Regions from separate parts of the Mus musculus genome. Here region 2 is linked to region 1. Evidence: chromatin contacts called from public HiChIP or PLAC-seq data. All regions are on one chromosome and are shown on one strand. Each heading gives the region's core, a stretch centred on a gene start, on an enhancer-like site or on the middle of the called end of the contact. The rest is flanking DNA. Distances are from core to core; before and after follow the strand shown.

Region 1 (5,630 bases), core at 1,727-4,226:
ACACACAGAATTTGGATCAACCTATTCTAGAAGAGAGTTTGCTGAAGAACGTTTGTTTACCTGAGGAACATGGAGGTCAGTAGAGAGGCACGTTAGCCTAAATCTACAAAAGCAGATTCATGAGAGGTGCAAGAGGAGATGTTGTGAGCCATAATAGCAATAGGCATATGCTACTGTGCGAGTTCATGAGCACACGTGAGAGGTGACGTGACATGGGGAGGGGAAAGGTGTGGAAGACACTCCCAAGTACTCATGGCTGCCTCTTTATCCCAGGGTTGATGCTTGGGATTTGATTCTGAAAGTTATATTTCAGGAACAAGTCAGTGTTACGTAGACACAAGAGGAGATACTGAATAGTCGAACAATACTTTGTTCCCTTATGCTGGACCAGAATGCAGTTTTGGAGGAAGAAAATCATGTCTTGCGATCATAATATAGGTCAACATCTTCTACATAGTATTTGATCTAATTTCAAGATGATATTTAACCAATATATCAATACAGACTAATAAAACACATTAAAAACCTTCCCATAGGGCCTTTTCAATCAATAATTGTTAGCCACTTATTGGCTTTATTTTGTAAATGAATTGACAAGAGATTATCCAACAGATATTTCAACTATTGCTAAAACCACTCCTATCAGCAAGTAAATTGGTGAAAAGATATTGGTAGTTGGGGCTCTGTTGCTTATATATACATCGCCAGCCCCTCTGAGATCTAAAACAGAATTATAAGGTTGAGGACGCCTTGGGCTGCATGGTAAACCTCAGGTCAGCTGGGGAATTTGATGAGAGCAATTTCCCAGTACCATCTTTAAACAGTATTGTGAATATAGCTGGCTGGTAGATTGCTTCTTGAACATACTCAAGGGCCTAAGTTGAATGCTTAGCAGCACCACAGCAACAAAAAGGGACATTAAACCTCCACAAATATGAGCAAATTTTATATTGGTGTTATTTTAGTTATACTGTGAAACAGAAGATTGGTGTTAATGCTGGTGAAAACTGAGATACAAAGTGGCCTGTCCTGGACATTGACGTACAGAAAAGACACTTAGAAGGAGTGAACATTATGAATAAAGATGGTGTGTGTGTGTGTGTGTGTGTGTGTGTGTGTGTATACGTATACATACACTTCCTGCTATCACAATTGCTATAAATGTAGTGGCTTAAAATGAGACTAGCATATCATATCACAGCACTGGATGCAAAAAAGGTCTTACTACCCTAAATCAAACAGATCCTTAACTTCGGGGCTTACTAAGGAAGAAACTTTCTTCTGCATAGTTTCTTCAGACTTCCTGCATTCCATGGGTCCTGGATTCTTTCCATCTTTGAGGCCAACAGTGTCCACTATGGTTTCGTTTGGTTTGACCAGTGCTGCTTTCCTGAGATGCAAACTCTTAATGCCTCAGCCTGGCATACCTAATAAGTACCTTTGCAGTCACAACGGCTAGATTGACCCAGGATAATTTTGTACAGAATTCCACTATTAACAACCTCACTTCTACCTCAAACCTCAGTTTTCCTTGGCCAAATAACATCTTTATGTATCATGGGTTGTTATTCTGTGAAACACTGGGTAGGTGCTTAAATAAATCTCTAAATGGGCAAGCGCAATAGCCTTAGTTTGTGCTTAATGACACTCCCCTTTTTTTCCCCAGAGAGGTATTGCTACTTAGAATCACACAACACACACACACACACACACACACACACACACACACCAACACACCAACCACCACCACCACCATACACACAAACGGACACGCACAAACATGGGGGAACGCAGGCACACACACCCCAACCACCACACACACACACACACACACACACACTGTGGCACAAAGAATTGACTGTTGGCCCAAACCTGTGGTTGATTTACTAGGCCAGAAGGTGTAGTTTGGTTTTCCTTTTGGAAGAGGGGCAATGGTGGGGAATGTAATGGAGGCCCCACTTTGGATTCCATAGAGACAGGAGTGCCCTCCCTTCATGGTTGCATGAACCAGTAAAAGAAAACATGGGAGAATCAACAGGAACCTACTGGCTGGCTGGCTGTTGCTAGGTCACCTGTCCCCTCTCAGGCTGCAGTACAAGCAGTCCCCCTCCCCTTCCATTGGCGTCATATGAGGAGGCAGAGGAGGGGGAAGCAAAGAGGGAGTACAGGGAGGGGCAGGCACTGTCCAGCCTCGTTCTGAAATACAGATGTATCAAGGTTCTCACTCAGTATCCCTCCGCTGCTCCCCCCTGCTCCCTAACTGCAGACCTTCTCCTCCCTATAGTCCCCCCCTCCCCAAAACCCTCATAGACTCTAGATCTTAGCCATCCCACACACTGTTGTGGCGCCAAAAAAAAAGTGGTGGTGGTCTCTGGTTAGGGTGAACAGGGGTCTGCAGACGCCTAACCGGTGCAACCCACCCCTCCAAGAGGAGTGGGGCTGTCTGGCCCCGCCCACTCCGAGTCGGAACTACAGTGGGTTCGGGAGGGGGCGTAGAGCCCCGTGCGCAGTATCCCTCCGCCCCCTTCCCGACACCCTCCAGGCGAGCTGGCTTGCCGCAGTCTACGCAGCCCCTGCCTGTTTGGTGCAGAGGCGTGGGGACAGGACACATCTCTGCCATTCCACTCGCGCGCAAAGCGTTAAAGACCAGTGAGAGGATCCGCCGAGGACAGAGAACACCCAGGAATAGGAGTCGGACGTGGGGGAGCCCAGGGACCTGGGCCGTGCGCCTGGCCAGGCAAGTGGGGGTGTGTCGAGGGCTCTGGGCGGTCGCGCACTGCAAACAACTGCCTGGCCCTGACAGTCCAGTGGAGGCAAAGAGGTCGCAGCTGCTCCCTGGAGTGTGCGCGGTGCCCGGAGACCCCAGACCGTGGTGGGGAGGAGGCGGGAACCCCTGCGGAGCCCCAGGCACCAGGGTTGAATGGAGCTGCTGCTGGGTGTGATGATCTGCAGACTAGCACAGCCTACTGACCGCCTGGCAGTTGGCTTTCTGAGCGCCCATACCCGGCCCTCCGTAATCTCTGGGCCCTATAAGGGTTATGGGGTAGGCGGCTGCTGTTGAAATGGCGATGCGGGGGTGGGGGGGGCATCTGGGAGCCCACAGGTCCGAGGAAGGCGGCTGCAAGAGAAATGGCCGGCCATACTGGAGTGGGGGTGGGGGCTAAAGCCCACAGGTGTGGGTGTGGGGCAAGTGTCCAGCATTGGGGCCAGCTCAGCTGGTGGGTGGTGAGTCGCCTCAGCTATTAGGTTCTGAACTGGTTCCTGAGAGGGGCCCTGGTACCCTGCATCCTGGGTGCTGTCACTCCCCACAGGCTTCTGATTGATGGAAAGTGACCTGTCTGCATGGTAGGTCTGGCATATTCTGGCAAGCCACGGTGAGCATCTATAGACCAGAAGCTTGAGAAAAGAGGAACAGGAAAATGGCGTGGATTTCTGGAGGTGTGTAGTAATGGGGATGGGCACCAGACAGTGAGTGGAGATGCAAAAAGGGTGGGGTGACTGGCCAGAACAGGTGGGATATCCATTAGTGTCTCCTAATCTCATTTCTCACAACCTTGTAGGTACCTTCCACACTGCCTTTCCCCTCCCTCCCAAATCTGGGGTCTGAAAAGATGGTTTGGGGATGATGACGGAGTCATAAATCCAAGGACCACTTCAGAACCTGGTTTCTAGAATGTGCTGCGCCCTTCCCCCATTTTTTGCTGCGCAAGGAAGGGAAATATGGCCACCTAGTGGCGGATCTTCAACATTGCAGAAGGGACTAAAGGATGACATCAGGAAGTGGGTGTTACCTCAGGAGCCCTACAGCCAGGCTAAATAAATCTAGAATGTTCCAGCAGTAGGACCCTAAATGCTGAAAGACACATGATCTGGTTCATATCCTTGGTGACATTCATAACATGATCAGCTGCTACCATCATATAAGTGCCATACATTTTCATCTTTGTCCACAGCCCTGCTTTAAGGCTGGTCAGTTCTTCAAGCAAGGGAAGAAGGCTTCAAGGCGACTGTCTCAAATCTCTGGAGATTGGTGAGACTCAGGGCAGTGCAGGAGCCAGCCACTGAGGAGGCAAATTCAGATTGCTCTAACCCAAGAGGGTGCCCGATGCCTTTACTGTCCCCTTAATTTGCACAAAGCTGCTGCCATCATTTCCTGATTGTCATACATTTTCATGTCTCTGTTCACAGCCCTGCTTTAAGGCTGGTCAGTTCTTCAAGCAAGGGAAGAAGGCTTCAAGGCGACTGTCTCAGATCTCTGGAGATTGGTGAGACTCAGGGCAGTGCAGGACCCAGCCACTGAGGAGGCAAATTCAGATTGCTCTAACCCAAGAGGGTGCCCGATGCCTTTATTGTCCCCTTAATTTGCACAAAGCTGCTGCCATCATTTCCTGATTGTCAGACATTTTCATGTCTTTGTCCACAGTCCTGCTTTAAGGCTGGTCAGTTCTTCAAGCAAGGGAAGAAGGCTTCAAGGCGACTGTCTCAGATCTTGGAGGTTGGTGAGACTCAGGGCAGTGCAGGAGCCAGCCACTGAGGAGGCAAATTCAGATTCTAACCAAATTCAGATCACTGCCCCCTTAATTTGCTCAATGGTGTGGCATCCTTTATTTCCTTTTAGGGATATTAAGAATATTGAGGTAGGTGTGAGTTAGACTATGACCCGCAGGAGAAGACCAGGGAACAGAGACTTTAGACAGAAGCAGGCATGGTTTTGTTGTTGTTTGTTTGGGTTCAGGGATCTGTGCCCATCTTCCAAGCACTGAGACTCCATTTTGTTTTATGCACTTGTAGGACTCCCTGCAGTGAGTCAGCTGTTGGTCTTTAACACCACTTGAACGCAGAGAAGAGGGGAGACCTGCACCACATCTGTGAAGGTGGGTATGGGAGAGGGGTTCACTTTTAGGTGGGGTAGTCTCAATCACCCCAGAGTGACTACTGTGAGACTTGGGGATCCCCTCTCTGTCCATTGCTAGTGTGTGCACTTTCTCCTGGACTCTGTACCTGTTTCCCAGCAGGCAAAAGGAACACAGGGATTTTCTCATGGCTGAGCTCTTCCCCTCAGCATTACGCACCAGCGTCTCTTTGTAAGTTTCTCCAGGAGGCAACAGAATTGCGTAGGCCTGATTTCCCCGTGCTTCTCTCTCCTAGGTCGCCTGCCGTGGCTGCTTGGTGGTGCTGAGGTTGCTGCTGACCAGTGCAATCATCAGGTCTGCACTCACCCAGGACCTGTCCATCGTCCTCCAGCTTGATTTCAGCTCTTCTGCAGTGTATCTGTGTTATTGACTGAGACTGCTTGGGTAGGAGCCTCACTGAGTGCTGAATTGTCATTTCAGGCTAATTCTTTGTAATCTCATACCCTCACTTATCTAAGATCGTCGTGCAGAGCTATCCTGTAACAGATCTCTAGTGAAGGCTCACTGTTGTTAAGTCATATACAGTAGACTTGATTGAACTTGTACTATGACTAGGGCAGAGGTTGAGCCTGGTGCCCAGGCAAAGGCTGAAAATAAGCCTGGGGATGAGAATGCTAATGCTGCTGAAGTAGAGCCTGAAGCCCCATTGGTGGTCAGACCCAAGGTTAGGACACAAATCATGACTGGAGCAAGGCCCAAAGTGAAGCCTAAGGGTAC
Region 2 (5,630 bases), core at 1,649-4,148, 160 kb after region 1:
ATGACCTGTACCCACATTAATATATACATATATAATGTGTGTATTAATATAATATACATTAAATACATGATATACACACATATGTATATGATATATAGCACATATGTTGTGTATGTATGTATGTATGTATGTGTGTGTGTGTATATATATATATATATATATATATATATATATATATATATATCAGCAGTAAACATGGTTGCACAATTATTCTGTGGGAGGATATAAAGTCTTTTGTGGATATACCCAGTAGAGATATAACTAGTGTCTTGGTTAAAATTCCAAGTGCTGATATAGTATAATGAAAACATCTTATATTCTAAGGAATTGAATTTTTTGCTGGACCTCATAGACAAAGTTAGTAATGCACATTGAAGTCATTTAAGACTTTAAGAATGAAGCTGAGCATGGTGGCGCTCGCCTCTAATCCCAGCATTCAAGTGGCAGAGGCAGGCTGATTTCTGAGTTCGAGGCCAGCCTGGTCTACAAAGTGAGTTCCAGGACAGCCAGGGCTATACAGAGAAACCCTGTCTCGAAAAACAAAAAAACAAACAAACAAACAAACAAACAAACAAAAACAACCACCACCACAAAATCCCCAAAGACTTAAGAATGATATCTTCAATCCTTCCCTCAAAGACTGAGCTACCAATCAAAGAGCATACACGGGCTGGACCGAGGCCCCAGACACATAGGGCTACCTTGTGTGGCTGCAGTGGGAGAGGATGTGTCTAACCAGGCAGAGACTTGATGGTGCCAGGGTGAGGAGATACCCAGAGGGCCTACCCTCTCAGGGGAGAAGGGGAGGAGATGTGTTGGGGGGAACAGCATTTGAGATGGAATAAATAAATAAATAAGAATGATATCATGCTGTGTATTCAGCCTGTTTGTTTAGTCTGCATGTAAATGTAACAGTCAACCTTACTTATCACAGATCTCCCAAGCAATCAGCTTTTATAAACTATGGTAATATGTAGCTTTAGTCTTAAGATATTTACTCCTCCATGGCTCTGACCCAAAGAGTATATATGTGTATCTGTGTGTTTGTTATGGTAACCATTTACTGAAAACAGCAAATAGGTCTAAAGTGACCTTCTAAACTACATATTTGCTATAAACACTAAAAGCAACATACAAATATTGTTTGATAGCATTTTTGTTTCCTATTGGGGTCAAATGGAGTCAGTGGAATCAATGACTTAATTTCTTGTAAAACTCTGCTAAGGATTTCTGTAAAGTATCCCTTATTCCCCTTCCCATGTAATGCTTTTTGTGCTGTTCAATAAGACAGAACCAGAGCCCTTTGTTAGACACACAGATACAGACACAGACAATACAAGGCAGAATTTATGCAGTCACAGATTTAGACACATAAAACAAACATTACAAATAGCCAAAACCCATAGGCTACAGAGTGACAGGGGAGATAGGAAAAGAATTAGATAATCCAAATTGGGCAGGCTTTTTATTAAACGACTCCAAGGGGAAGTCTTTCATTTCTTCTCTTTAATGTGATACTGATACATATTGGTAACTTTGAGCTTGTCACTAATACATTTAACTAATGCATTTTGGTGTCTCTTGTGAGGAATCTCTAATGTGTTAATGTATGCACCTCCACATCATGGTTGCTATAGAAACCTGGTACCATGGCAACTGTGATATCTCCTTAATGGAGAAGAATGATCTGGTGAGAAGAGCACTTCTTCCTAGGGCACTGGACAGGTGTTAACTGTTGCTAAAACCTGTTAAAATTACTATTATTGATAATGATAAATGTCAATGATATTTACTTTCTTATAAGTAAGTACTCTTTCTGATGTTCATTTTCCTGTAAATAAGCTAAGATGTAGGAAATGGAATAATTTGCTTTCCTAATTGACAGCTGTTAGAGTCTCCCATGCTTTTCTGGTTGCTTTAAACAAAGGACAATCATTCAAATAGCTAATTGCCCTACCTCTTATCCTAGCAACAGGCATTTCGAATGCTCCACAGATGAGCATTACATACAGTGCTCATCCCTGTATACAGTGGCACATCAGATTGCCTGAGTTCCTGAAGGCACAGACAAAGCCAGGGCTGTATCCCCTAAGTGGCCTGCAGCAAAAGCTGTCAAAGCTGCAGCTGGCCTCCTTCCTGCCCTGGCCTACGGCTGCAGTAAAACACCCTCAAAATGGTGGCTTCTGTCAAAATTCCATTGGAATACTGTCCCACCTCAGAGTTGTGTGGTCCTGGGCCTCTGTGTCTCAGGATGCCCTTCCATCAGAGCAAGAACACAAGGGCTTCTTGAAATACTTAGTACAAGACATTTTGCAATCATAAACCTTGATAAAATCTAGATGACGCTGCAAACATTTCTATCTAGGCCAAAGGAAGAGCACTTTCCCTGGTGGCCTAGCAGAGGGACTGGCATGTCTGATAATAAAGAGATAAGGCTGTGATTGGCACTAATACAAAGTCCCATTTGTATGCAAGATGTCATATGACTGGTACAGGCACATATCTTCTTGTGCATCTAGATGTTCTGTGATTGTCTTGAATACCTTTCTCTAACATCTTTTTCTGTGTCATGTAAGGAGCTGGTTGGAAAGACATGTTCAGGCTTGGTGAGTCGGGTGGGAGATATATTTGTCCTGGCATGCCTTTCTGTTTGTTGAAATATGGTATCTAATAAATGACCTCTCTCAAGTAGTCTTTTCTGTACCTCTAGCATCACTAGTATCACTGGACTAATTAAGGGAAACTCCTTTCACGTTGGAACATGCAATTCAGAGTAACCTAAAACCGTGTTCCCAGTTCATGGTCACACAGAGTGGCTGGAGAATACACTGTCTTATGTATTCCCTTAAGGAAAACTAAGAAGCATTAGAGACTGAAGAAGGGCAGTGACAGTTGAGCTGCAGTGTTAGCTTCAGCAACAGCTGAGTGGTAGGCAAGCCAAGCTGTTGAAATGAAAAGGCAGCTGTCTACTTGACAGCTGAAAAAAAAAAAGGCAACTAAACAGATCAAGAGAGCAGCCATGGCAGGAATATGGGAGTTGGCAGAAGTAGACAGGACAGAAAGCCAAAGACTGGAAAAACCCATCAACAGCAATTGCAGACCCTGATTATTAGAATAATTTGATAGATATGCCACGCCTTTAGGGCCAGTGCTGTCAGACACCTCGGGCTGTTGAGCTGTAACACTGCTTTCTGTCAAGGGCTAGGAACGTCGGCCTTGTAGGCAATACACATGAATCTGTGAAGCCAACTGCTGGTCAGGTCTGAGAAATCCCAATTTCCTAGGGTCCATAGAAGAGTGGTATTGATATCACTTACAGAACTGAACTCTGCTCCACTTCCCTCGGCCAACATAAGATTGATTATCCTAATAAAGCTAAGAGATAAGAAGCGGGAAGCCTGTATGAAAACTGTAACACTAGATGGTGTCACTTGCTCCTGTCACTCAAGCCTGCCTGTCACTATCATTTACTCATGACAGGTAGGATTAAAAATAAAAGTTAGCCGGGCGTGGTGGCGCATGCCTTTAATCCCAGCACTCGGGAGGCAGAGGCAGGAGGATTTCTGAGTTCGAGGCCAGCCTGGTCTACAAAGTGAGTTCCAGGACAGCCAGAGCTACACAGAGAAACTCTGTCTCAAAAAATCAAAAAAAAAAAAAAAGTTGAAATACACAGTTGATGAGAAGGCCTTCTTGGCCATTTGAAGATTTTGTGGACATTCTTCAGTATCCACTTTTTATACAATGTTTTATAAATAAATGTATTCAAAAGTCATGATAGTATGGTGTTAGCAAAAATGTCAAAAATGTCTTCTCTTTTTTTTCTTGTTTATGAAATTCCGTTCAAAGTCAAACTGTGTTGGGAGCACAAAGGTCCTTGTACTCACAGATAAGATAGGAACGCCAGTAATGTTAAACATGCAGGCTGGTCTCTTCAACGGAAGCCACTTATGGCCTGTTTTCTACCCAGAAGGCTGGGAATGGAAGTTGCTCCTACAGGACTCTGCCACTATCTGTAGGGCCAAACCATACCTAGCTCTCCCAAGCTACCAGTAGCAGGACTGGAGGTGGCTAATAATCTACGTGACTCTGCACTGTGTATTGTCAAAGGCGACCCCAGGCTCCCACAAGCAGGACTAGGGATAGCTAATAGTCTAGACGTATATTTCAAGAGTTCAAGGGCTGGATCGTCACGGGAAACTTCTAAGATTGACATTGGGGAAAAAAAAACATTGTCAAACTGCTTACAAAATGATTGCACATTTTTTATTGCTGTCAACTGTGTAGGAGAATTTCATCCTCAATAAACTTGCCAGTGCTCATTTACATTCAGCCTTTTAGAGTTTTGGATGTAATCCTAGAATGTAATAATATATCATCGCAGGTTGTCTTTTTTAACATTTCTTTAGTGATTAATAGTGTACATTTTTTTTCATGAGGCTATTTCATATATCTGTATCTCTTGCAGAGTTTATTTTTAAATATTGCTCATAATTTACTTAGGGAAAGTGCATTTATTTTTATTGAGTTTGGTCCAATATTCTATACTCTACAAATCCTCTAACAACTGGATGAAGTTCAAACATTTTATCCTAGTTGCAACTATGCCTTTCAACTCGTTCAGCTGTCTAAATCAAAGAGTTAAAGTGTTCGCTTTTGAGGAAATTCTTAGTTTGCTTACACATAGACTGTTGTTTTGCTGTCTTATTTGTGAAATCTTTACATAGCCCAAGATTTATAGGATTTGTTCCTTGATTTTCCGTTACATTTTTTATAGCATTGAGGTTTTTTTAAAAACAAAAAAAAAGGTATTAAAATGTGTGTGTGTGTGTGTGTGTGTGTGTGAGAGAGAGAGAGAGAGAGAGAGAGAGAGAGAGGTGTTGTGTAGTACACTTGCATGTGTGTGTATGCCAGTGTGTACATTGATGTACCCTGATTGAATGGAGGCCAGAGAAGCTTTGCTCTTTGCCTCAGTCTCTCTCTCTCTCACTCCGCCTATAACCAGGCTCTCAGTAGGCAGCAAGTACCGGGGAGCCCTCTGTCTTTGTCCATAGCGCTGGAATAACTGCTCTGTGTATAGCAACGCTGACTTTATTTTATACTAATGTTGAAAATGGCTCTAACCCAATGAGCCAGTCTCTTAAGTCGCATTTTGAGTTTTATGTTAAGATCTATGATGTATATTCTGATGAGTTCTGTTTGTGAAATAACATATCAATTTCAGTTTACATTTTTGCATATGAGCATCCAGTTGCTACGACATCATTTCCTGAAAAGACTACCCTGTCTGTCCTCCACTGAATTTTCTTTGTATATTTTTCAAAAATTGGTGGTCAAATGTGTATGGTCTGTCTGTTTTTGAATCCTTTATTCTTTGCCTTTGATCTCCTTTACTTTGATGCCAGTATTAATTTTGGAGTAGTTTGTGTTTATAAGAATTCCTGAAATCAGATTGGTTTTTTCTTTGACTTGACTTTTTTCAATGTTATTTCATATAATAGGCATTTGTATTTCAATTTACATAAGGAGTTTGACAATCAACCCAAATTGTTAATTAATTAATTTATTTTTTAAAGATGTGTGTTAGTAATTTTGTGGCAGTCACATTATATCCATAGAATAGCTGGAAGAAA

What was found. HiChIP or PLAC-seq counts read pairs in DNA pulled down with a chosen protein or histone mark.
Region 2: a contact with region 1 is called in an H3K4me3 HiChIP or PLAC-seq map of neural progenitor cells, with 10 times the contacts expected there. The contact joins two enhancer-like sites. A contact is called at or near these places in 3 of 15 datasets of contacts at CTCF or cohesin (large pre-B cells, liver and pro-B cells), 119 of 484 Hi-C or Micro-C datasets (the AML12 cell line, the AtT-20 cell line, B cells and 67 more), 13 of 115 datasets of contacts at active chromatin or transcription factors (VIP interneurons, astrocytes, bone marrow-derived dendritic cells and 6 more) and 2 of 9 other capture datasets (adipose tissue and embryonic stem cells).

What each region holds. Positions count from the first base shown.
Region 1 is chrX:135,793,600-135,799,229 of GRCm38.p6, forward strand. Gprasp1 (G protein-coupled receptor associated sorting protein 1) reads left to right here. Exons shown (of 11, transcript NM_026081.5): 5 at 2,543-2,737; 6 at 3,350-3,438; 7 at 3,954-4,030; 8 at 4,189-4,265; 9 at 4,424-4,495; 10 at 4,792-4,874; 11 at 5,149-5,630. The coding sequence starts at 5,461. Among named protein-coding and RNA genes, the nearest start is that of Mir1970, 10 kb to the left of the region's middle. Within about 2 kb of position 2,977, at least 145 of the 459 cell types and tissues checked have an H3K27ac peak or open chromatin away from gene starts, as enhancers often do. A contact at or near this core is called in the N1E-115 cell line, Sertoli cells, ganglionic eminence and 3 more, where this site is marked.
Region 2 is chrX:135,955,848-135,961,477 of GRCm38.p6, forward strand. All of the region lies in intron 3 of Gm31214 (a long non-coding RNA gene), which reads left to right. Among named protein-coding and RNA genes, the nearest start is that of Gm31214, 24 kb to the left of the region's middle. Within about 2 kb of position 2,899, at least 24 of the 459 cell types and tissues checked have an H3K27ac peak or open chromatin away from gene starts, as enhancers often do. A contact at or near this core is called in the N1E-115 cell line, Sertoli cells, ganglionic eminence and 3 more, where this site is marked.